5 separate regions of the Mus musculus genome follow, and all the other regions are linked to region 1. Evidence: chromatin contacts called from public Hi-C, Micro-C and promoter capture Hi-C data. All regions are on one chromosome and are shown on one strand. Each heading gives the region's core, a stretch centred on a gene start, on an enhancer-like site or on the middle of the called end of the contact. The rest is flanking DNA. Distances are from core to core; before and after follow the strand shown. Region 1 holds the start of Pheta1 (PH domain containing endocytic trafficking adaptor 1). Region 2 holds the start of P2rx7 (purinergic receptor P2X, ligand-gated ion channel, 7). Region 3 holds the start of Gpn3 (GPN-loop GTPase 3). Region 4 holds the start of Camkk2 (calcium/calmodulin-dependent protein kinase kinase 2, beta). Region 5 holds the start of P2rx4 (purinergic receptor P2X, ligand-gated ion channel 4).

Region 1 (4,641 bases), core at 1,921-4,420:
ACAGAGCCCAGGGCCCAGGGGGTGCAAGGAGGAGAGGGAGAGGACCCGGATGGGCAGCTGATGAGGAAGTGCTGGATTACAGATGCGGCTTGGAGTCAAAACCATATCCTCTGGAACAGCCCAGCGCTGGTTCCCTAATTCTATTTTCTGGACTTTCTAAGTCATGGTCCCTTCCTCCCATCTTCAGTCCCCAGCCCCAGAGGTATTGGTTACACGAAGGTGGAGGGGCAGAGAAGGAAGATGCATTCTGGGTCAAGGATGGAACCTTACTCAGACAGGAGAAGGATAGAATGCCAACTGCAGCAAGACCTAGCCTTGAGCCCTGGAGAGGGAACTCTGGCAGGAACGGGCAACGTGGATTCGGTGCGCTTGATTGTGGAATCCACAGAGATGCAAAGCTGTCTGAGGTTATCTAGCCTGGGGTGTGGGGACTGAGTCTCCCGTTTTTGACGGTGCGGTGCTGGGAATTGAAGCTGGGACCTCACACACGCTAGACAGGTACTGTACCACTGAGCTAGCCAGCCCCAGCCCTGGGATCTTCTTCCAAGATAATAATAATGTTTCCTAGCTGGGCAAGGTCATGCTTGACTTGGGATTCTAGCACTTGGGATACGGGCAGGAGCATAGCGAATCCAATTCCAGTCTGAGTGATATACCGAGGTCCCACCTTAACAAACAAACGAACCTGCCCACAACCAGACAAAGGTAGTTGCTTGGTAACATTGGGAGCGCATCAAACACAGTCAAGTCGGTTGCTCTGAAATTGATTTTTCAAGTGAATTTCACTTCGATTAAAAAAACAAAAATAAGCCGGCGGTGGTGGCACACGCCCTTAATCCCAGCATTTGGGAGACAGAGGCAGGTGGATTTCTGAGCTCGAGGCCAGCCTGGTCTACAGAGTGAGTTCCAGGTCAGCCAGAGCTACACAGAGAAACCCTGTCTCGAAAAACTCAAAACAAAACAAAACAAAAAAATAGCTGAGTAGTGGTACGCACACCTTTAATCCCAGCACTCTGGAGGCAGAGGCAAGCAAGTCTCTGTGAGTTGGAGGCCAGTCTGGTTCATAAAGTTGAGGCAGAACAGCCAGGGCTACACAGAGGGCATAGATCTTAAAAACAGGCACCAAGTTTGCCAGCTCCATACTACTCCCCTACTCTCTCCTCCAAGCTGTCTGTCTTAGTCAGGGTTTCTATTCCTGCACAAACATCATGACCAAGAAGCAAGTTGGGGAGGAAAGGGTTTATTCGGCTTACACTTCCATACTGCTGTTCATCACCAAGGAAGTCAGGACTGGAACTCAAGCAGGTCAGAAAGCAGGAGCTGATACAGAGGCCATGAAGGGATGTTACTTACTGGCTGGCTTCCCCTGGCTTGCTCAGCCTGCTTTCTTATAGAACCCAAGACTGCCAGCCCAGAGCTGGCACCACCCACAAGGGGCCTTTTCCCCTTGATCACTAATTGAGAAAATGCCTTACAGTTGGATCTCATGGAGGCATTTCCTCAATTGAAGCTCCTTTCTCTGTGATAACTCCAGCTGTGTCAAGTTGATACACAAAACCAGCCAGTACACTGTCATCAAGACTTGCTCAGACCACTACAGTAGGCTTCCGCTTGGCCTCCTGGCCTTCCCTCTTGTCCTACAGCCCTCTAGAGATCGCATCTCTCCTCAAAACCCTCCACAGGCAAGGCATCATAGTGCGGGAAATAAATCCCCCAAATTGGGAGGCAGACAAGAGGCTCTCTGTGAGTTCAAGACCAACCTAGTGTACTAATTAATTTATCTAGTAAATTAATTAGTTTATCTAATAAATTAATGATTTATTTAATACTTATTAATTATAAGTAATAAATATTTTATTATATTGAGGCACAATCTTGCTATATAGCTATATATGTATATAATATATAATATAAAATATTGCGTGTATATGTATATATGTGTATATATATATATATATATATATATATATAGCTTTCCAGATGTCCTCTTACCACTCCCTACCAAGGCCTGAAATTACACGTGCTCCCAAGCACACCTGAAAACAAAGATTTCCCAAAGTTCACAGGGTCCTATGCAATAAGGCTTCCTAAAAGCCTTCCAACACGTAACTTCTTCCTCCACTTGCTCTCTGCGCTTCTCTGTGCCTTTGGACTTGCGGTTTCCTCCATCCGGGACACCCTTCCTGCAGGTCTCCAGTGGGCTAGGTCGCTGCCCCTCAGTGGCCATTCCTGAGCGTTGGTTTGTCTCAGCCCCGCACTCCCGGCGGCTGTCGCCTATTCTCTGCCTCTCACCAAGCCCTGTTAGAACTGTTTTTTGATTGACTCCGAGCTGTTTCTCTCTGGATCAGTCTGCACCACTGTAGGCGCTAGTGAGACTCGGTGGAATGAAGCCTGGGATCCTGGTCTGTCCTGTTTCGCTCTTGTCCTCCGGCTAGGAGGACCCCGGACAGGAAAGTAGAAGGAAGTGAGGAGGAGGCAGGAAGAAAAGGAAGTGAAGGATTCTGGGAGGTGGGTCTGTGTGATTTTTGGGGAGAGGGGAAACCCCGGCCATTCCTACTTACTGGGAGCGCCTGTAGTTGAGCCACACCCTGTAAACACCACGCTTGTCTTTATATTTTGCATAGAATCCCAGCGACTCCTGGGAGGTCACGCAGGGGTGCAGTGGGTCGGTGGGCCTCTACCTCTGCTCACTTCTAGAACTCTCTCTTAATTTAGGCAAGTGTTTGGATGGCTCGGTATCCTCTGCGTTTTAAAACAGACTTGTGTTGATTTTCTCTGGAAACGCTGTGGGTTGAACGTTTTCTTTTTTCTTTTCTTTCTTTCTTTCTTTCTTTCTTTATTTATTTATTTATTTTTTGTTTTCGAGGCCAGGATGGTCTCGGACTCACTAGATATCCTGTGTGTACCTTGAGCAACTGGTGGGAGGCGGTTCCCTGGCATCTTTCACGTTATATTTCCCCAGGCTTGGCGACAAGCGCCGTTGAGCCGTCTCGCCAGGTTGCTCCGGGACCGAATTCTGGGAACTCCCGACCCTGGCACGGTCCCTTTAAGAGGGATTTTTCAGGCGCGCGTGTGGGGGCGTGGTAAATTCGGGGGCGGGACCTTGCAGGGCTGACCAATGGGCAGGCGCGTGTGGCTCGGAGGCGTTCCCCCTCCTGGGCGGGCCGCTCAGGGTTAAAGGGGCGCCCGCGGGTCGCCGCCACTCGGCCTCCGGGAGACAAAGGGCCCTGTCGTCGCCGGCCCCCGAGCTGTTCCGGGCCATGGGCAGGACAGACCGTCGCGCCGGTCCCAGAGCCAGGTAAAGCCGGGCGGGACGGGACCGCGACGGGGTCGGCAGCCGCGCGGCTGTCGCCCGGGACCCGCCCGCGGCCTCCATCGCGGCCCGGCCGGCGCACCACGGGGGCTTGAGGTTCCGCGGTGGTGATGCCCTGCCTCCGTTTCCCTCGAGTCCTAGCCGCGGGGCCAGCTGTGACCCCACGAATGGAGGACTCATCACTTGTCTTAATTTTTTATGTATTTACTTTTGTTTACGTGTGCGTGTGTGGAGGTCAGAAGACAACTTGGGGGGAGTCCGGGCTTTCCTTCTTCTACTTGGTTTCTGGGGATCAAACTCGGGTCAGAAAGCTTGACAGCCAGCGTCTTTATCCGCTAAACTGTTTTATTTTGTTTTGTTTTTGGTGGGGTTTGTTGTTGTTTTTTTGTTTTTTGTTTTGGTTTTTCGACACAGGGTTTCTCTGTGTAGCCCTGACTCACTTTGTAGACCAGGCTGGCCTCGGACTCAGAAATCCGCCTGCCTCTGCCTCCCCAGTGCTGGGATTAAAGGCGTGCGCCACCGCGCCCGGCCGGTTTTGTTGTTAAATGAGACAGAAGCTTAATGTGTACCCTTGGCTGGCCTGGAACTCAATAATGCAGAACAGGCTAGCCTCACAGATAGATCCACCTATCTTTGCATCGCGAGGGCTGGGATCAAAGGTGTGCACCACTATACCTGGCATGTGTGGCGTTTTTTGTCTGCCTTCCAAGTGCTGGAATGACAGGTGTGAGCGCCACATTGGGTGCCTTCGCCTGCTTTAGAATACTTTCCCCCTATAGTTTGTCACAGGCTGTCCTTAGTTTAGCTCATCGGTGCCTCCATGAAGCCCATTGAGGCAAACTGAGGTCTGGGAAGTGTTGGTAACTGGGCTTCCGGCCTGGGCCAGCCCAGACAAGAATTTGGTCCCTAAAGCATCGTGCTTAGACCCTGTTGCTTGTAGCTCGGAGCCCTCAGCAGACTTTGAACCTGAACAGAGCAGAGACGGTTGAATAGCAGGGAGCACTCCCTCCCTCCAAGGGGAAGCTAGAGCCTGCTTGTTTGCCGAGCCAGAGCAGGCAAGGGCTAGGGACCTGGCTGGGCCTTCTGTCTGCTGGTGACCTTGGCCAGGGTGCCCCCATCTGGGCAGTTGGGGGAGGATGGCTGATGGGCACCAGGTAATATTGTCAGTCTTGGTGGGGAAGAAGGACCCCAAGGTTTCTGCCCCATGGGGCTGTTTGTGTGGAGCTCTGTTCTTTGGCCAGGTCATTTTTTCCCACATCTATAAGTGTGCGATTAGGCATGACCCCTTGTCACAGTCCTCACGTTGACAAAGGTTTGCTTTGCCGTGT
Region 2 (4,675 bases), core at 951-3,450, 790 kb after region 1:
GTGGTGAAGAAATGAATGCAGGGAAGGAACTGAACCGTCAGAAGCCATGGAGTTGTTACAATATGAAGCCAGGTTTGGAAATCAGGCAGCTAGCCCTCTAGTTCTACCCACTAGACTTTACTGCTCTAATGGAAGCCCTTTGGCCTACTATTTGTTACATTCATCTTTGGTGTGTGTGTGTGTGTGTGTGTGTAGCTTGCGTGACCACCTGTGCATATTTGTGCACAGTTTTAATGGAGTCAGTTCTCTCCAAGTATTCGGGTCCTGGGGACCGAACTCAGGTCATCAGGCTTGATGGCACCTTCGTCATCTCACTGGTCCCATTTATTGAAGGTTACTGTACTCCTCCGAGTTTTGAAAGAGTAGCGACAAAGGTCAGGGCAGAGTTAAGAGAAAGCGGTAAGAGTGTGCTGGCTAGGGGCTGGCGAGATGGCTCAGTGGTTAAGAGCGCCGTCTGCTTTTCCAAAGGTCCCGAGTTCAAATCCGAGCAACCACATGGTGGCTCACAACTATCCGTAACGAGATCTGATGCCCTCTTCTGGAGTATCTGAGGACAGCTATAGTGTACTTACATATAATAAATAAATAAATGTTCAAAAAAAAAAAGTGTGCTGGCTAGAGAGGGCTACAGAGGGAAGCCCTTACCCCTCCGGGGCCTCCCGAGTAAACAGAGAGGGTTGGGAGACGCATCTAGCATCACTGCCTTCTAGTCCCTTGAACTGGAGCCAACAGGGGCAGGGGCCTTGATGTAGATCATAAGGAGGAGAAAGTACAAATTAAGTTAGGCTGGAAACATGTAAGTCTGCCTGGCCCATAATGCAGCAGGCAAGACAGCAGTAGGTTGGGATGCTTGCGGGGAGATGGTTCTTTCTCCCTAGGGAGGGATAACGCCTGAGTGACTGTTGCTTCCTTTCTCTAACGTCTAACATCCCACTTGTGCCTGGAAGATTCCAGGTCTCAGAGAAGCAGCAGCCATAGCCACGTTAGGACAGAGCCTCAGACACCAGGCTCTGCAGGTGCCTCATTTGAGGACGATCGGGTCTTTATCACCCAGGACCACCGATCCACTGTGTAAACCGTGTGGGAAAGGCCTGCTTTATACATCCTGCTTTCCTACAGCCTGTCGGAGCAGGGTTTCAGCCCTGGTGTGGTCCCTCGCAACTATAGTCCCAGAATTTGTGAGCTGGAGGTGTGGGAAAGATGAAGGCTTAAGGGTCAGTCTCAGCCTCACAGTAAGTTACAGAGAAGTCTGAGTTACACGAGACCCTGTCTCAAAACAAAACAAATAGAGAATAAAACAACAAAACCGCACAGCAAAAAAAAAAAAAAAAAAAAAAAAAAAAAATCAACCAAACAAGATTTCCTCTCAACTCCACCTTCCTCAGAATTCTACAATGAGGCTACCTCTTCTACTATTTGGAGATAGCATTGGTCCTCTCTCATGAGGTGTCTCCATGGTCAGGAGGGATACTGGATGCAGCTTTGTTCTTGGTGGTCTAGGACTGACTGGACCATGAGATGACCTCCCGGGTCCCGAGCAGGATGAAGTGTAGATGGAGGAGAGAGTGAGACAAGCGTGGATATAATCTTCCCATCCCACAATGAATCTGATCTGGCAGCCATCTTTGGCAGACCAGAGTATCCCGTGGAGCAGCGGAGGACAAAGATGCCATTCAGTCATCGGGTGCACCTGTACATGTGGACTGAACAAAGGGTTGTCCGGAAAACAAAGGGATAATCTCTGTGGGGTGCGGTGGGGCTCACCTATAATCCCAGCACTCGGGAGGTGGAGGCAGGAGGATCAGAAGTTCATAGCTAGCCTTGAGTGAGTAACAAATCTAAGGTCAGCCTGGCTGCTTGAGAACAGGTCTCAAACAGGCAACAAAAGAAATGGATGGGTCTGAGTGGGGGTGGGGGGGCTTGAGGCAGTGGTCGCATCTAGGCCCTTGTCTGAGTCACACTGGGTCTTACAACATTTGAAGGACTGCCCTTTTCTCTCAAATGAAATGAGTTCCAAAAGAGCACAAGGAAAGGGGGTGGGGAGGGGGAATTTTAAAAATGCCCATCTTCTGAACACCATCTTTGTGCGGGCGTCTGGGGGAGGCTAGCGGGGCGGGGTCATCTGCCAGCCAGGCCTGTAGGACTTGGTTCTTGTTTATTCCACTCACATTCAGGGCAGTTGCCAGGACCCGCCCCCGCTGCAGTCACTGGAGGAACTGGAAGTTAACCGTTCCTGCTGAGAAATCGGTGTGTTTCCTTTGGCTGCTCCTAGGTGAGGGTTTGCTGTGGTCTAGCCTGGGAAGTAGGTCTAGCCCAAGTCCAGCCTGAACAGAGCGAGCCTGTCGCCATGCCGGCTTGCTGCAGCTGGAACGATGTCTTGCAGTATGAGACAAACAAAGTCACCCGGATCCAGAGCACGAATTATGGCACCGTCAAGTGGGTCTTGCACATGATCGTCTTTTCCTACATTAGGTAAGCGGGGCGTGGGATGGGCCGATCTCTGCAGCACTGTACAGCGTCGGCAGCCCCACGAGGCAGCTGCTGGTGCACTGGCTGGATTCTATGTGGGTCCTTAAATCTGAGACACACTCTCATAGCCCGCTGGGAGGAAACAGTAAGAGGAAGCTGTGCTTGGCTGTAGCTGGAGGAAGCCGCAGAGAGAGAGGGTGGCAGACTGTGTGCCTCCCTTTGGCCTTTTCAACTGCAGCCAAGGCCTGCCAAGATGAGCGAGCAGGGCAGGGCATGCCCGGGGAACCTGGGAGACACAGGCCAACACCCTGGGCTCCCACAGAGATAAGGGGATTTCCCTTGTGGGCTCTGAATTATCCTCCTGCTTAGGAGAGATAGAACCAGGTTTGCAAATGTCGTTTTTAGAGCATCTTGGAGGTCCTTTAAAAACCTCTTATGAAGGTACAAAATGTGTACCCCGGACTTTCACTGATTTACAGTGTTCATGTCCATGGCTTTCCATGTATTCGTCGAGCTGTGCAGCGGTCACCAAAATCAAGAACATTTTCAGCCCAGTGTGGTGGTGCATGCCTTTAGTCCCAGCACTGGGGAGGCAGAGTCCAGCCTGTCTGTCTACAAAGCAAGTTCGAGGACAGCCAGGACGACACAGAGAAACCCTTTTTTTGAAAAACAAAACCAACCAAACAAGAACATTGTTTATCAGCCTAAAAGGTTGTCCCTTAGATCAGGGACCCACCAATCCATTTTCTGTTCCTGTGGATTTACATATGTATGTATGTATGTATGTATGTATGTATGTGTGTATGTGTATGTGTATGTGTATGTGTATGTGTATGTGTATGTGTATATGTGTATGTATACACACACACATATATTTCATATAAATAGAATCACATGGCATGCGGTCCTTTGCGACTGACTCTTCCTCTTAGCATGTTTTCAGTGTTCAGGTATGTGTTAGAGCGAGTGTGTTGATGCTGTAGACTATTTATGACTGGATAACACTCCACTGTATGTAAGTACAATACTATATAAGTAGACAGCCCTCTAGAGACTTCTTACTCATTCACCAGATTTACTTGGGGTTGCTTCTCTCTTTGTTACCTGGACATATGTCCTAATCTCTCCTGGGTTTACCTGGGGCTGGGGTGGGAGAGGGGGACTTGTTAGGTCATGTGACAACTGCATGCACCCTGGTAGGCACTGCTAGACTGTCCTCTGTGGCAGCTTCACCTTTTCACCTTAGAGCATCCGTCTCCACTCTGTCCACATCCTCACCAACGGGCGATGCTGTGGCTTTCAGACTGGAACTAACCTAGTGGGTGTGAAGTGCTCTCTCATTGTGGCTTTGGCTCCCGTTTCCCTGATGATGATAAGGATGGTGCTTTTGACGACGTGTGTGGTGTTGCTGTAGTTTACAGAGAGTGAGAGTGGCCTCTGAGTGTGTGCCTGTTGGTGTGTAAGGGGGTCTGTGTGCATGTGGAGGCTAGGGGTGAGCTACCTGAAGCTTACAGCTGGACTGGCTTGGCCATCAAGCACCCAGAATCCTACAGTTTCTGCCTCCCCAGTGTTGGGCTTACAGGCACCTGCTGCTATGCTCAGTTTTTTTACGTGGGTGCTGTGGGTCGAAGTTGTATCTTTCTGCCTTCACGACAAACACTTAGCCCACGGAGCCATTTACCAAGCTCGGAGGTGGCCTATTCTATAATCCTGGATACATCTTCCTGGCCAAGTCACTTAACCTGCCCGAGCCTCAGTTTCTCTGTCTGTTCATACACTCATTGGACAGCAATGGGAGAAAAGGTACCTGCCTTATCACCGATGCTACTGGGAAGAGGTTTTCCTCTTCCTGAGAGACCGAGCTCAGAAATATTTCAGTGGCCAAAGAAGATCGGAGAGGGCTGATCTTCTTTACATCAGCTTCCCCGGGCCCAGCCGACCTCCACCAACCGCAGGCACGGTGCTGCCCTTTGAAAGCCCCAGGCTGTCTTTTGCTGGGGAGAGGGCGTTGCTTGTGCTTATTTGTGGGTTTCAAAATGTACTCCCAGATTGGCTGGCTGTTCCCCAAAGGGTGGCCTCCTACCTGTAAGGCCGGGCCTCTTCTGTGAAGCCAAGACGTAGGTGGAGGAGATACCAGACACCAAACCAACCCTGGCACAGTCTCTATTGCCTCGGGGTGAGGGTAGTTGGGGGGAATGAAATGTGT
Region 3 (4,686 bases), core at 1,941-4,440, 520 kb after region 1:
CCTGGACCTGATATCAGGCATCCTTCAGAAACATTTCAGGGGCTGGCAACATGGCTCAGCAAGCAAAGCACTTGCTGCCAAGACTGACAGCCTGAGTTTGACCTCTAGGATACACAGGGTAGAAGGAGAGAACTGGTTCTCACAAGCTTCCCGCTGACCTCCACACACACCATAGTCAAAATTTAAAATTCTGCCTTACCTTTAGAAAAGATGCATCTGTCATTGATTTAGGGATATGAATTGTTTGGATTTGAGTAGTTTTCCATAACTCCTGCAGTTTGGCAATGTGTGCGTACACTCTGTGTCCCTCCTTGATTCTGTCTGTAGGCAAAGACATTAATTATATGACTTTCTGAGACAAAGATTATTAGTAATACATATTTATGACTACCAGTGATTATCCTGAAGCAGCTATAGTATTTTAAGTCAGAGTTACATTTTGAGAGAATATAGAGTATGCCCTTTATTTTAAAGTGCAGCACAAACATCTGGAATCAACACCAAATGATACTCGGGATCCCTCATCAGCAGTTCAGTGCAATAAAGATGAGCTGCAGGCCTGACAAGATGGGAAAGGATGTGCCCAGCATGTCTGGCAATCTGACCTCAGTCCCTGGACTGTCAAACGGAATGAGAGAAGTGACCCACAGAATTGTCCTCTGGCATCCCCTGCACAAACACCCATGTCACCAAGGCCAGCACACCCGACCTCCCCTTAACCCTTAGCCTGCAAAGTTACTAAGAGGCCCTTAGAGGCTTTCTTTTCCTCTCTCTCTTAACTTGATCAGCAAAGTGGTATTTTGAAAGTGCTTCCTGTGAAATAGCTTATGGTTTCCGAAGCTGTTCATGCAGGATTCTCCCCAATAGTGCATGTGTAAACAACAGGTGTAAAGCCCTGCACTTTCCAACCGTTGCTAATTCTAAACATATTTCTTTTACAATTCACTGGTACTTTAAAAAAAATCATTATATATTAACAAAAGGTAAAGAGCTCATCTTTGAAACTCTTAAAAGAGTACAACTCAAAAGGAGAGTCCTCGCCTACCCGGTGGGTTCTGGGGGAACTGAACTCAGGTCGTCCAGCTTGACCACAAGTGTCCTTAGCTGCTGTGCCATTTTGCCGATTGGTAACACTGCACTGTGTACTTAGTTACAGGGAACCTGGGTTCTCTCAAATCTGTAATCCACATGCATTACCTGCTTTATGCTGCTCGCCAGTGCCCTTGGAATTCTGGGGATAAGAATGTCCAGCTGATCTGTTAGCAAAGAACACGCATAATGTAATCTGGCAGCCTCATAGCCACTGAGGACTGAATGTTTTGGGTTTTTTTTTTTCAAGACAGGGTTTCCCTGTGTAGCCCTGGCTGTCCTGGAACTCACTCTGTAGACCAGGCTGGCCTCGAACTCAGAAATACGCCTGCCTCTGCCTCCAGAGTGCTGGGATTAAAGACGTGCGGCACCACTCCCAGCTGGACTGGATGTCTGAAAACAGAGACAGCTGCACACGCTCTTGACTTTTTCCTGTTTCCATCAATGTCTTACCAAGTTTCTCCTCTAGATTGGCTACAAAAAAGAATACAGCTTTTTCTAAGTGAGTGGTCAGATTTTTAGCATACTAGGATGAACGTGTGAGTGTGTGTATGTTACTGGGAGATAGAACTCAGGGCTAACCAACACTATACAAGTGCTCTACTACCACCAAGCTGGATCCCTAGTCTAATATTTACTTTACCAGAAAGGACTTAGGTAAATCTGGTCTCATAGCGTCCTAGTCTAATTCTACAGTGAGATCAAGCCTGTAGTTTGCTTGGTTCCTGTACTTAGCCACATGATATCTTTCTTGTTCTTTAATAGAAGTAATTTCTGTCCTGGAAAGAACAATTACGTTGTGCTGGAACTAGTACGCTGGTTTGTTAATTGTTTCCAATCATGGATCTGGTCTTTTTACTTTTTTCAAAAAATGAAATTGATTCCTGTAGCCGGGTAGTGGTGGCACACGCCTTTAATCCCAGCACTCGGGAGGCAGAGGCAGGTGGATTTCTGAGTTCAGGCCAGCCTGGTCTACAGTGAGTTCCAGGACAGCCAGGGCTACACAGAGAAACCCTGTCTCGGGGAAAAAAAAAAAAAAGTCTTAGCACCAAATATATATTTACAATAAAATGTACATTTAATAATAATGTACTTAATAAACATAAATATATTTTTATTTCATGGCCACGGATTCAGATTCTACAAGAGCCATGATTGTGGGCCTAGTTGGATCCCAGTCATCCCGCCTCTTGATTTTTTTAAGGAAGGAGGCCAGGAGGGGGACAGGGAAGCATGGCATCCAGCTGTGATATCAGAAGTCAACTGTCCTCAGCCATCTAGGGGACAGTTAAAACCTTCCCAGGCCCGAGGCGGCTGGACCCTCGGCTCCCCGCCAGGTTAGGAGCCCGAAAGCTCAGTCTCTGTCCTGCTCCGAGGCCGCCTCGGCAGCCGAGCCCCGCTAGAGCCCGCTCCCCCCCCCCCCCCCCCCCCCCCCGTCTCGCGCCTCCTCGGCAGGGGTTCCCAAGGCCGCCTCACCCTTCACCGCCTTCCGTCCGGGCCAAGGCGGGCGGCCCCGCGACCCCGGGCCAACGGCTCGGCATCCCGTCCACACGCGTGCACCACACCGGCTCTGAGTCGGCGGCCTCCGGCTCTCCCCACTCCGACCCTGCTCAAGTGGCCGCCGGATGGTGCGGAGGAAGACCCGAGTTCCTGGAGCTGTAGACCCGAGGGCGGAGGAACCTCAGGTAACCAGGCTCCTGCGCCTGGGCATCTCTCGCTGACAAGGACGCGTCAGGGCAAATCCATCCACACGCACCCTAAAGCAAGTATTCCTTATCCACCTCAGTATTCTAGACCCTCAGAGGACCTGCAGACCTTCGGTTGTCACCCTATGTGTCAAACCCAAGCACCGGTGCTGCGGCCCGGGGGCGCGGAGCGTAATTCGCGATCCGCTATCACCTAGGCAACCGCCTTCGCCGGAGGCCCAACCGATAACGGCTCTCGGCTCTTTCTCTTTCTCTCTCTGCGCACGCGTGAACGAACTCGTGTCCCCGCCTCCTCTCTGAGCACGGCACGCGTTTCGGAAGGCATTTTGGCCCTGGGGACGCTCCGTAGTCTATGGTGTAGTAAATACCCGTGCTGAACGAGCGATCTGTGGTTGCGATTGGCTCCTACGCACATTCCCCGGAACGCCGTGGCTGTCGCGCGAAGGCTGAAGGGAGTGTGGCCGTCGGCTGTGTGTGAAACCCCCGGAGAGGCGGCATGCCTCGATATGCGCAGCTCGTCATGGGCCCCGCGGGCAGCGGGAAGGTGAGCCTGGAGGAGCTGCGGTGCGTGGGTGGCTGGGCTCCGGGGAAACCCTGGGTATACGGCTTCCTGCTCTCTGCTTGTACCTTGCTTTTTTTTTTTTTTTTGTTTGTCTGGGAGTGATAGCAGCTTTAATAGCTCTTGAGCGGCTTGAGAGAGGGCTGAGCGCTCAAGAGCTTGTTCTGTCCTCCCAAAAGACTTCAGTTCTGTCCAGCACCCAGACAGAGCTGCAGGACACCTTTGCTCCAGGAACTGCCCTGGTCGTTCCAGGTGTCTTCATATCCATTCTGTGTGCTTGATCCTATACCCATTCTACAGATTACAAACACAGAAAGGTTTATTTTGTTCAAAATCATACGCTTACTTAGGTCCGCCCCGGAATCTGAGTCTGGGTTGTTGGTCTTTTTGTTTTTTTGGTTTTTTTTCCCCTGTCTAATTCCAGACAAGGCCCCCTGCCACGCACCCAGTATGGGGTCTTTTCTTCCCTTTTTCTCAGAAGTTTGGAGTATGGGTTTCAGATAAGTTTGTAGATATGCACTGTTTGTGGGCATTTTTTTCTTTTTCCTTTGAGACAGGGTTTTTCTGTGTAGCCCTGGCTGTCCTGGAACTCACTCTGTAGACCAGGCTGGCCTTGAACTCAGAAATCCGCCTGCCTCAGCCTCCCACGTGCTGGGATTAAAGGCGTCTGCCACCACTGCCTGGCTCTAGTTTTTATATTTATTTTTTTTGTGTGATACAGTGTTTCTTTGTGTACATATTAAGAGAATGATGCTAAGGACACTTAAGCACAGTAGAAACGGCAATGGTGACATTTGAGGGATGCCTAGAGTCTATAGAGGTGTTTGTATCATTTTAATATTTAATAAATACAATATTCAGAGTACTAGAGATGGCTGTGTGACTCCACAGGGCCTGTCATCTGATCTGGAAGGTACACAGCTCACCTGTCAGTTACAGTGCATCTGTATGGTGGGGCTGTCCTAGGTAGAGAGAACAGGCTGTCAAAAGGAAGCGTGGAGCGTGGAGGAGGTCATTTCTGTAACCTACGTTAATTTGTAGACTGTGTTAAAGAAACATCCTGAGCCCACGCCCTGCATCTAGATCTGCAGCTCTGGTCTCATCGCCTTCCCAGGGTTTCCCTGGAGGTGCAGTTTGGCTTGGGTGGACACTGGCTCAGAGAGGGGAGAATTGTCTGGGCATGTGGAGGGCGGTACGCTACTGCCTTGGGTGCTAACCCCCCACCTTGTCACGTTACAGAGCACCTACTGTTCCACCATGGTTCAGCACTGTGAAGCCCTCAACCGATCTGTCCAGGTGGTCAACCTGGACCCGGCGGCAGAACACTTCAAC
Region 4 (4,323 bases), core at 1,280-3,779, 930 kb after region 1:
GAGAATCAGAGAAAGAGAAACCTCTAACTCCCTCAGCTTCTGAGGAACAAGGTTAGATGTGCTCAGATCAGAGAGAGCAAGCACTGCAGCCTGAGAGCCACCTTGGGACTCTCTTGCCCACGAGTCCAAGGACTCAAACTCAGAGGAGCAACTTGACACAGCGCATGTACAGATTCCCAGGATAGCGGAAAGAAAGCAGCCCTAGCCACTGTCCACAGCCAATCACAAAGTCCCTCTACCCAGTCCCTCAACTTTTCAGCCCATCTCAGAAGCCTTGGCATAACTGACACCTCCTCCAGGGAGCCGCTGGGATTTACTCCCATCAGAACAGATTTCTCCAGAAATAGCACCCCATGGCGTGCTCTCTCTCTCTCTCTCTCTCTCTCTCTCTCTCTCTCTCTCTCTCCCTCTCTCCCTCTCTCCCTCTCTCCCTCTCTCCCAGCACTTGAGGCTCACAGCATTTCTCAGCATCTCCCTCCTGGCATTTGAGGTAGGGACATTCTTATAGGACATTTGGCATTCCCTAGCTCCTGCCCACTAAACACCAAGAGTGCTTAGTCTCATTTTGACAAGCCAAAAGTCACCTCCCACGTGTTTCCAAATGCTCACCAGGAGGGGTGGGACCGTCCTCTAAGAAATACTGCATAGTTATTAGCCCACCAGCAACTGCAGGGAAAGCCAAGCCTGAGTCCTGCTGGGACAGCAGCACCTCTGTCTGTGTCCTCCTACACAGCCTAGCAAACAGGCCTGGGCTACCTACCCCCAGAAAGGCAAGGGAAGCCTGGCAATGTCTGTGTGATCCTGGCTAAGTTAACTAACCTCTCTGAGCCATTCAATACTAGGCACTTTAATCTCCTATTCTCAACTACGGTGACCAAAAACTCCCCACCACAAAGGATTTGGGTTAGCATCAAATGAGATGACCCAGGCAAGATAAAGTTATTTGCCACACATCAAGAACTCAATGAATGTTAATGAGGGGGTGGGAGTGTAAGCTCACTAGTTAAAGGTGGGCTTAGCCTGCTGCTGGCACTGGGTTCTATTCCTGGCATAAATGAAAAATGTAATTACGGTTATCCAAGGTAGGGGCTCATCATATGACGGGGTTTTCTTTTGTTTTTGTGTTTTGTTTTGTTTTGTGGTTTTTCGAGACAGGCTTTCTCTGTGTAGCCCTGGCTGTCCTGGAACTCACTTTGTAGACCAGGGTGGCCTCGAACTCAGAAATGCACCTGCCTCTGCCTCCCGAGTGCTGGGATTAAAAGTGTATGCCACCATGGCCCGGCATATGACATTTTTGATGAAGTGTACAGCAGTAGAGTGTACAAGGAGGGGGATCGGGCAAACTGAAGCTGCTTCTGTACACTGATAGCACGATCTATTCTGAAACCGCAGTTTCTGTGGGTTTGGGAACAGCGGCAGCCCCTGCCACTTCCAAAGAACAAAGGAGCTGTGGGGAGGCAGAGCAATCCTCCTCTAGGTCCTGTGGGGGCAGAGTCAGGAGGAGGAGTAAAAGACATCATTAATGCCCCAGGGCACCTGAAGTTTCTACTCCAGGACTGGGGGAACATCACAGAGGAGGTTGAGGAAGGTAAAAGTTGCATCTAGGGTAATGAATGCGGAGCATGACCCACCCACCCCCAGATCAGGAGGCTGTTTGCCCATGGCACCTGAGATGTCCTCCACCCCCTGCTCCATCCCCCTGCAAAGTGCCACCTCTTCATCTCCAAGTGAGAGCAGCCGGGGAGGAGGCTGACAGAGCTGTGAAAACACCCCGTTTCCCAAACTGGGCATTCAGGGGGTGGGGAGAACCCTGGCATAGCCCCGGTGATAGCGGGGCACCACCACCCCAGGGCTGTGCCAGAGGGAGCCGGCAGGCACTCTTTATGCATCGCGCGCTGCAGCCCAGAGGTAAATTTAGGTCAAAAGGATCAAGTCGGCCTGTGAGGTCGGGGTGATCAGAGGGCAGACTCGGGTCCAAGCCCCTAGGACCAGGGTCCTCCCCGTGCCTGGCAGCCTGCGGAGGTGGGACGCTCCCGCGCGCTCAGGTTCCGCACCTGTCAAGCGCCAGGGGTGGCCTAGGCCATCGCTGGGATCCGGGACCGCCCTGGCCGGCGGACCTTGGTGCGGAACTCCTGGCCGGCTCCTGCCGCCGGACCCCAAGCGCCGCCCGGCTCCGGAGGCCAGGGGGAAAGGGGGCGCAGCCCTCCACGTGGCGGGGCGCGGGGCGGCGCACGTGGGGTCCCCTCGGGGCCCGCCTCTGGGCTGTGTCTGCCGGCTCCCGCGCGCGTCCGGGACCCAAAGACCCACGGGGAGGTTGCGTCCCTCCCCCACCCACCCCCGACTCAGCCCGGCCCGCCTCGGGCCAGCTCACCTGGGCTCCGCGCCGCCGCCTCCCGCGCTCTGCGCCCCCGGCTCGGCTTGGCTCGGCTTGGCTCGGCTCGGCTCGGTCCGGTTCGGCTCTCCACGGGAGGAGCCGCCCGGGCTTCGGCTCGCGCGCGGCGCGGCGGCGCCTCGGGCTCCTTGCTGATTGGCCAAGGACCCGGCGTGGAGCGCGCGTGCCCGCCGCAGCCTCGGCCGCGCGCGCCGGGTCCCGCGGAGACTTAAGTAGCGGCGGGGCGGAGGTGGAGGCGGGAGGGGGGGTGGGGGGAAGGAGGCGACAGGAAGCGAGGCCCGACTCGCGCAGGGGCGAACAGGCCGCAAGTTTGGGAGTGGGTCTCGGTTCCTGCGAGATGCTCCACGCCGCTTTGTCCCTGAGCGTGGAGAAGTTCCCCCAAAGGCGACGGGGGAAAACCCAGGAGCCGTCTGGCGGTTCCCTCCCTGGATTTCGGGGCAACGCCCATTATGGGGAAACCCTTCCGCAGCCACCACCCCTCTGACCACTGCTGCAGGCTCGCCCTAAAATGCATCACTCACTCTGAACAGCCCAGCGAAGTTCTAGGTCTCTCCACAAGACTGACCAAACATTCTTCCCCTTTTTGACGGTTTACTTTGCTGGAGCCTTAAAATATTTAGTCTCCCAGTTGGGTAACAACGGAGAAAAAAAAGGGTATTTCAAGGGCTCGCTCACCCGGTGGCCTTGGATGTGGGGGGCCGGTGAACTCAGACTCGGATGTTCACCAGTGGCTGTCTGCATGCATGTTTCTGCCGGCAGCCAAAGGGTTGAGATGTCAAATTCACTAAGAATTCAAAGCTCTTTGTCAACTGGGTCGATTTTCAGCCCTCAATAAATTATTGCCATATTTCTAGGCTGGGCACTCACAAACAGTCCCCAGGACCGGACAAATAAACTCAATGAGCGTTCTAATGAGATGACCACCTCTGATACTGCTAAGCGCTCTTCCATTTATTTGTTAGTAGTAGCAACTGGAGCGAGACGAAGTGGAATAGTACACAATAGTTAAAAGGACTGTTAGATCTATTTGTACCCCCACAGGAAAAGGAAAACAAAAACATGTAGCGTAAGACAGCAAGCTGCAGGAGACAGTATCATGCACAGTTTGCGTGTCTTTTTAAGCCCCACTCTTGACTGACTTCCTGAGGAGACATGAACAAATGCCTATTCACCCAAAATAGGGCGCCGACAACAGATCAAAAACATCCAAGCCCAGCTTGGTGAACCAATGGGTTTATTGGGCTTACTCATCTCCAGCATGGACAGTGACCTGCCAGAAGGAGTGTCTCCTTCGTTTACCCACCCCTTTATATTCTCTAGCATCTCCCGGGGCCAGGTGCTGTTGGAGGTCTGCACAGGAGGAGAGGCGGGAGCAACTGTAATCTCAGGTGAGGGTCTAATGACTCTCCCCATTTCTTCCCTAGAGGGTGGATAATAGCCTCTCTCCAGTAAGGGACGGGTGCAGAGGCAAGCACAGATGCTCTGATTTCAAGAGGGACATGTTCTATGACCTCCACACGGTGTATGCTTATGGACACAAGCTTGTGCGAACGTCAAAGAGAATCGGTTCATGTTAGATGCATGATGGTCTGACATCAAGACGGAAGTAGGCAGCTAGAGGGGTAGCTCAGAGGTAGAGGACTTGCCTACCAGGTAGGAGGTAACGGTAAGGAAACCGGCTGGATAGCCTGGCGTGGTGGCGCACGCCTTTAATCCCAGCACTCGGGAGGCAGAGGCAGGCGGATTTCTGAGTTCGAGGCCAGCCTGGTCTAGAGTGAGTTCCAGGACAGCCAGGGCCATACAGAGAAACCCTGTCTTGAACCCCTCCCCCCCAAAAAAGGAAGCGGGCTGGAGAGATGGCTCCGTAGTTAAGAGCACCCACCAGCTGCTCTTGCAAAGGATCTAGGTTCGATTCCCAGTATCCACATGAT
Region 5 (4,642 bases), core at 934-3,433, 860 kb after region 1:
TTTTGGCTGGTTGACAGCCAGATTACCTTAGAGAATTAGAATAGATTAAGAGCTGCTTAGATCTTATACTGTAAAGCCTATTAAATAAATCTAATAGTTTCAGTCTCATTTATTTGAAAGCTAGCTGGGATAGAGAAAAAAAACTGTAAGACTTATAAAACTACTCATGACACACATCAAGTAGCTCACAACTGCCCACAACTCCAGTTCCACGAGATCCGGTGTCCTCTTGCACATATGCATGACACACGTCACATGCACACAAGTACCCATAATTAAAAATAAATCCTTTAAAGATGAATACATTTAAAAAAAATCAAGCCAGGCATGGTGGCGCACGCCTTTGATCCCAGCACTCTGGAGGCAGAGGCAGGCGGATTTCTGAGTTCGAGGCCAGCCTGGTCTACAGAGTGAGTTCCAGGACAGCCAGGGCTACACAGAGAAACCCTGTCTTGGGAAAAAAAAATCAAATAGGTATTACAAAATAAGAAGCAGTCAGGGCTGGAGATGTCACGCCAGAGCCTTTGTCCTGCGTGTGAGAAACTCAGGATGATGACCCAGTAAGACATAGAGAGTAGTGGTCAAGAAGAATTAAGGAAATATCACATGGCTTATATTTATTCTTTTGTCTCAGAATTTTCTCAAACAATGTACTAGGAGGGGGGCACGCACACGCTGGAGGACAATCGTGGGAGTTTGTTCTCTTTTTTTCCACCACTTATGTTCTAGGGATTAAACTCAGGTTGTCAAATTTGGCAGCATCTATCCTACTCACTGACTATAGACGGAAACAAGGTCTCACTCTATAGTTAGAACTAGGTATATAAACCAGGCTGGCTTTGAACTTGTGCCAATCCTCCCAGCTCTGCTTTCGGACTGCTGGGATAACAGGCATGTGCCACCACACCAGGCTGGCATGTTTTCCCACTAGGCCTTAGATTAAAACTCAAAATCATTCAAATCCCGTGATGAGTCGCTGGTAACAGGGCACTATGACTTGTGTATGAAGAGTTCTTCCCAAACCTTCATGTGTTGAAGGCTTCTTCCCTACGTGGGAGATAATGCTGAGAGGGGACTGGATGCTGAGAGACCTTAACATTGGGAGCTATGACATAACGGCAAATCTTATCTTAGCATTGGGAGGCGGTACAAAGGAGGTGAAGCCAGCTGGAATAACTAATTCCCTGGGACCTGGTGGTGGAAAGACACACCTTGTCCCCATGCCTTTCTGTAAGGTCCACCATGCTCTCTCAGATCCATGGAGCCAAGTGACCAGAAGCTGAAGCTAACTCAGATGAAATAAAAGATGCATGGAGCAGAAAATGAAAAGAACCGCGAGGAGTCTGATTAGAACCTCAAGCCTTGTGTATATTACCTGCTATATTTATACTGCACAGGGCTGAGATGCTCTCACTATGCTTGCTGGACAGTACCTGGTATAAGGGTACTTGGATGTATCTGTTACACTTAATATAAAACGCCTATTAAAAAAACTTCGGAAGGGAATGGATATATGTGACCTTAACAATGGTGTCTCCCCACGGGCTTGAATTTTTCCAATTCTCCCTAAGCTTGCGGTAAGCCATTCTCAATAGCAAGATGGCTACAGGGACCCCCCCCCACCCCCCAGGTGCTGGCTGTTGCCTCCTCTCAGGTGCAACTACGACAGTTATCTGACTAGGGGTAGGGACATGGATCGGCTTCAGGCCTAAGAGGGGTATATGGTGGCATTTGTGGCTGACTTCTGCAGACATCCTAGTACACCAGGTACTTATTCACCCACCCTATAGTTTCATAAAGCAGCACAGCGGGGCTCCCTCCACTACATCCAGATCAAGTTTGCCTCCTTCAGTCAGGGGACTGACTCTTCAGCACTCGGGTCCTCTAGGAATGTAACTCCTATCCAAGTTCCCCTGGCGCACGGCTCGTTATCCTATATCTGAACCGCAGAGCTGTCCTTTGCAACAGAACTCAACTGTCTGCCTTTCAATCCTAGGCCTGAGGGCGTCATTATCCTTGTCCCTCCGGGAGCTGACCTTGCTCCCTGCTCCAGAGGTAATTCGTCCCTTAGTGCTATACCACTCTTGCTTTTTAGATCGTCCCTTTGAGAGGGTCACGAGTTGGGGCGTCACCCTGGGGTGGCAGAGGGGGAGGAGACGCGCTCCTCAGGTCGCGCGCCGCCTATTTCCGGGCCGAGCTGCTGGGCGGGGCTGCTGCCCGGACCCGGTGGTGGTGGTGGCAGCGACAAGGCGACCCGCGGTGGCCACGACGCGGAGCAGCGGGCGGCGGAGCCATGGCAGGCTGCTGCTCCGTGCTCCGGGCTTTCCTGTTCGAGTACGACACGCCGCGCATCGTGCTCATCCGCAGCCGTAAAGTGGGGCTCATGAACCGCGTGGTGCAGCTGCTCATCCTGGCTTACGTCATTGGGTGAGCGGGCCTGGGGAGGGGCCGCGGCTGGGGGCAACCCAGACTGTCGGGACCTGGCAGCGCCCCCTTGCTCGCTCTCTGGGTCTGGGGCAATAGCTGAGCCGGCCAAGCCCCTCCTCCCCGAGTTCAAGGGGCGGCGACACGCCCTCGCCGGGCTCTAGCCAAGCCACCTGGAACCAGCTTGAACAGGACACTGGGGACTACTGGACGTCCTGGGAGCTAAGCCTCGTCTTAGCTAGACTGTCACCCCATCTTTCTCGCATCCTTCCCTCCCGACTTGCTTCATGCTGCGCCTTGGCTTGGTGGAGGGGCAGGGCAGGGAAGGCTTAACTCTGTGCGTCACGGACTTCTCTTCGGTTCCTTTTCAAACTCGGACAGAAACCAAGGCTTGTGGTTTTCATTCGGTACTTTCTGGGTCTGTGGTTTCTGTTACCTTAAGAAGCTTCTGATAACCCAGTACCCTTGAGATGTCACACTTCCCAAAAGTGTCCCAAGGTCACTTCCTTTGTTTTGTTGGATTGGTTGGGAATATGAGTACCCGCCTGATTTTGATTCTAAACTCTGCTCTTCATTACTGTTTATATATACCCTCCCATCACTAGGCGTTATGAAACGTTTAATTTTAATTGGATGCACCTGTAAGGCTGTAATACACCCCAGGAGAGATGGTGAACCTTACCTTGCCTCCTGGGCCCAATTTCAAGGTATTCGAGTGTCAACAGCTGCTAGCGTGACAGGTGGATCTGTTTTCTTACTAAAGGGCCTAAAGCACGGGTCCCCAAACAACACATTGGAGTCACTTAGGAATCCACAAAAAACACAGATAGATTGCCAATTCACAAACTGACTCAGAGCTGTAAGACCTCTGTGCCTGACCACACTCACCTGAGAAAGCTTTGTGTGGCCTTAGGTATATGAAATAGGTACACAGGTGGCTGGAGAGATGGCCCAGAGAGATGGTTAAGAATGCCTAAGATACAGCCTTTAATCCTAGCACTGGTGAGAGACAGGTAGGCAGATATCTATGAGTTCAAAGCCAGCCTGGTCTACATAGTTTCAGGACAACCAGAATTATTACAGTGTCCCAACTAAATAATAAATCAACAGGTCTCCTGCTTTGGTGTTAGGTCTGGAATCTGTTCAGACCGCCTAAGGGCATTCAAAAGAATGCAGAGGAGTTTCCGCTCACAAGGTTGTAGCTTCCACCATATGGAAGCGGTAGACACTAGATAAGACTCGCTGAAGCTGGAGGAGGCAGTAATCAGTATGTCTGCAATCCCAGTATTCATGGGGCTGAGGCAGAAGAATGCTCGCCTGAGCTATGTGAGCCCCTGTCTCCAAAAAACGTCCTCTTTAGCATGAGGCCTTGGAGTCATTCAGTCACCAGTACCTGAAAAACCCCTGGCCAGTATCTATTTTTTTTTTAAGATTTTTTTTTATTTTTATGTATATGAATACACTGTAGCTGTTCAGATGGTTGTGAGCCTTCATGTGGTTGTGGAGAATTGTATATAGGACCTCTGCTCGCTCCGGTCAACCCACTCCCTCAGTCTCTGACTGCTCCAGCCCAAAGATTTATTTATTATTTTTATTAAGTACCTGTAGCTGTCTTCAGACACACCAGAAGAGGGCGTCAGATCTCATTACAGGGGGTTGTGAGCCACCATGTGGTTGCTGGGATTTGAACTCAGTACCTTCGGAAGAGCAGTCAGTGCTCTTAATCGCTGAGCCATCTCTCCAGCCTGAGAGGCCAGTATCTAAATGCAGATTAGATTAAGTCTCTGGAGTGAATAATTCCAGTGCTCGGGATGGGCTCTCCAGTACTGAGCCCTGCTGCTAGCTCACTAAATAACTTGGATTGGAGTATCTGGAATCAGGGGCTCACCAGTAGCTTTGAGCTCTCGGCTTTTGTTTTCCTGGGATAATCTGTTCACCCATAAGATTCTGTGGCTGTTGTCATTGGAAGAGGGCCACATGCAGCCACTGAATGCTCAAGCTGTCTCAATTAAAATGCACTCAGACTAAAACAAAAACAACAAAAAAAACACACGAGGTTTTATATTTGATATAGTACACCAAAAAAGTAAAATTCCATATCAGTACTTTTTCCCCTGAGGTACCAAAGGCCTTCTGCATACCAGACAAGCTTTGTGCTATTGTTTGTTTAAATGTTGATTTTATTTTTGGGTATGTATCTGTGTATGAGTGCGGGAAC

Evidence for each region. Promoter capture Hi-C pulls out the DNA fragments that hold promoters and counts their contacts. A called contact is a pair of places that touch in the nucleus more often than the background predicts.
Region 2: a contact with region 1 is called in a promoter capture Hi-C map of hippocampal neurons, with 5 times the contacts expected there. The contact joins the promoter of P2rx7 here to the promoter of Pheta1 in region 1. A contact is called at or near these places in 1 of 39 promoter capture datasets (hippocampal neurons) and 2 of 115 datasets of contacts at active chromatin or transcription factors (bone marrow-derived macrophages and pancreatic cancer cells).
Region 3: a Hi-C map of embryonic fibroblasts shows a contact between it and region 1, with 7 times the contacts expected there. The contact joins the promoter of Gpn3 here to the promoter of Pheta1 in region 1. A contact is called at or near these places in 6 of 39 promoter capture datasets (the 3T3-L1 cell line, erythroid cells, hippocampal neurons and 3 more), 3 of 484 Hi-C or Micro-C datasets (cortical neurons, embryonic fibroblasts and embryonic stem cells), 6 of 115 datasets of contacts at active chromatin or transcription factors (astrocytes, bone marrow-derived dendritic cells, embryonic stem cells and 3 more) and 1 of 9 other capture datasets (liver).
Region 4: a contact with region 1 is called in a Micro-C map of embryonic stem cells, with 2.9 times the contacts expected there. The contact joins the promoter of Camkk2 here to the promoter of Pheta1 in region 1. A contact is called at or near these places in 1 of 39 promoter capture datasets (hippocampal neurons), 2 of 484 Hi-C or Micro-C datasets (both in embryonic stem cells) and 3 of 115 datasets of contacts at active chromatin or transcription factors (bone marrow-derived macrophages, embryonic forebrain and pancreatic cancer cells).
Region 5: a contact with region 1 is called in a promoter capture Hi-C map of pre-B cells, with 4 times the contacts expected there. The contact joins the promoter of P2rx4 here to the promoter of Pheta1 in region 1. A contact is called at or near these places in 2 of 39 promoter capture datasets (hippocampal neurons and pre-B cells), 1 of 484 Hi-C or Micro-C datasets (pre-B cells) and 2 of 115 datasets of contacts at active chromatin or transcription factors (bone marrow-derived dendritic cells and pancreatic cancer cells).

The regions. Positions count from the first base shown.
Region 1 is chr5:121,845,827-121,850,467 of GRCm38.p6, forward strand. It overlaps Pheta1 (PH domain containing endocytic trafficking adaptor 1), which reads left to right and starts at 3,171. Exons shown (of 4, transcript NM_175474.4): 1 at 3,171-3,298.
Region 2 is chr5:122,641,727-122,646,401 of GRCm38.p6, forward strand. It overlaps P2rx7 (purinergic receptor P2X, ligand-gated ion channel, 7), which reads left to right and starts at 2,201. Exons shown (of 13, transcript NM_011027.4): 1 at 2,201-2,472. The coding sequence starts at 2,348.
Region 3 is chr5:122,369,318-122,374,003 of GRCm38.p6, forward strand. It overlaps Gpn3 (GPN-loop GTPase 3), which reads left to right and starts at 3,191. Exons shown (of 8, transcript NM_024216.2): 1 at 3,191-3,339; 2 at 4,594-4,686. The coding sequence starts at 3,292. It overlaps Fam216a (family with sequence similarity 216, member A), which reads right to left and starts at 3,025. Exons shown (of 7, transcript NM_026883.4): 1 at 2,566-3,025; 2 at 1,198-1,256; 3 at 200-321. The coding sequence starts at 2,630.
Region 4 is chr5:122,776,881-122,781,203 of GRCm38.p6, forward strand. It overlaps Camkk2 (calcium/calmodulin-dependent protein kinase kinase 2, beta), which reads right to left and starts at 2,530. Exons shown (of 17, transcript NM_001199676.1): 1 at 2,372-2,530.
Region 5 is chr5:122,705,361-122,710,002 of GRCm38.p6, forward strand. It overlaps P2rx4 (purinergic receptor P2X, ligand-gated ion channel 4), which reads left to right and starts at 2,184. Exons shown (of 12, transcript NM_011026.3): 1 at 2,184-2,427. The coding sequence starts at 2,294.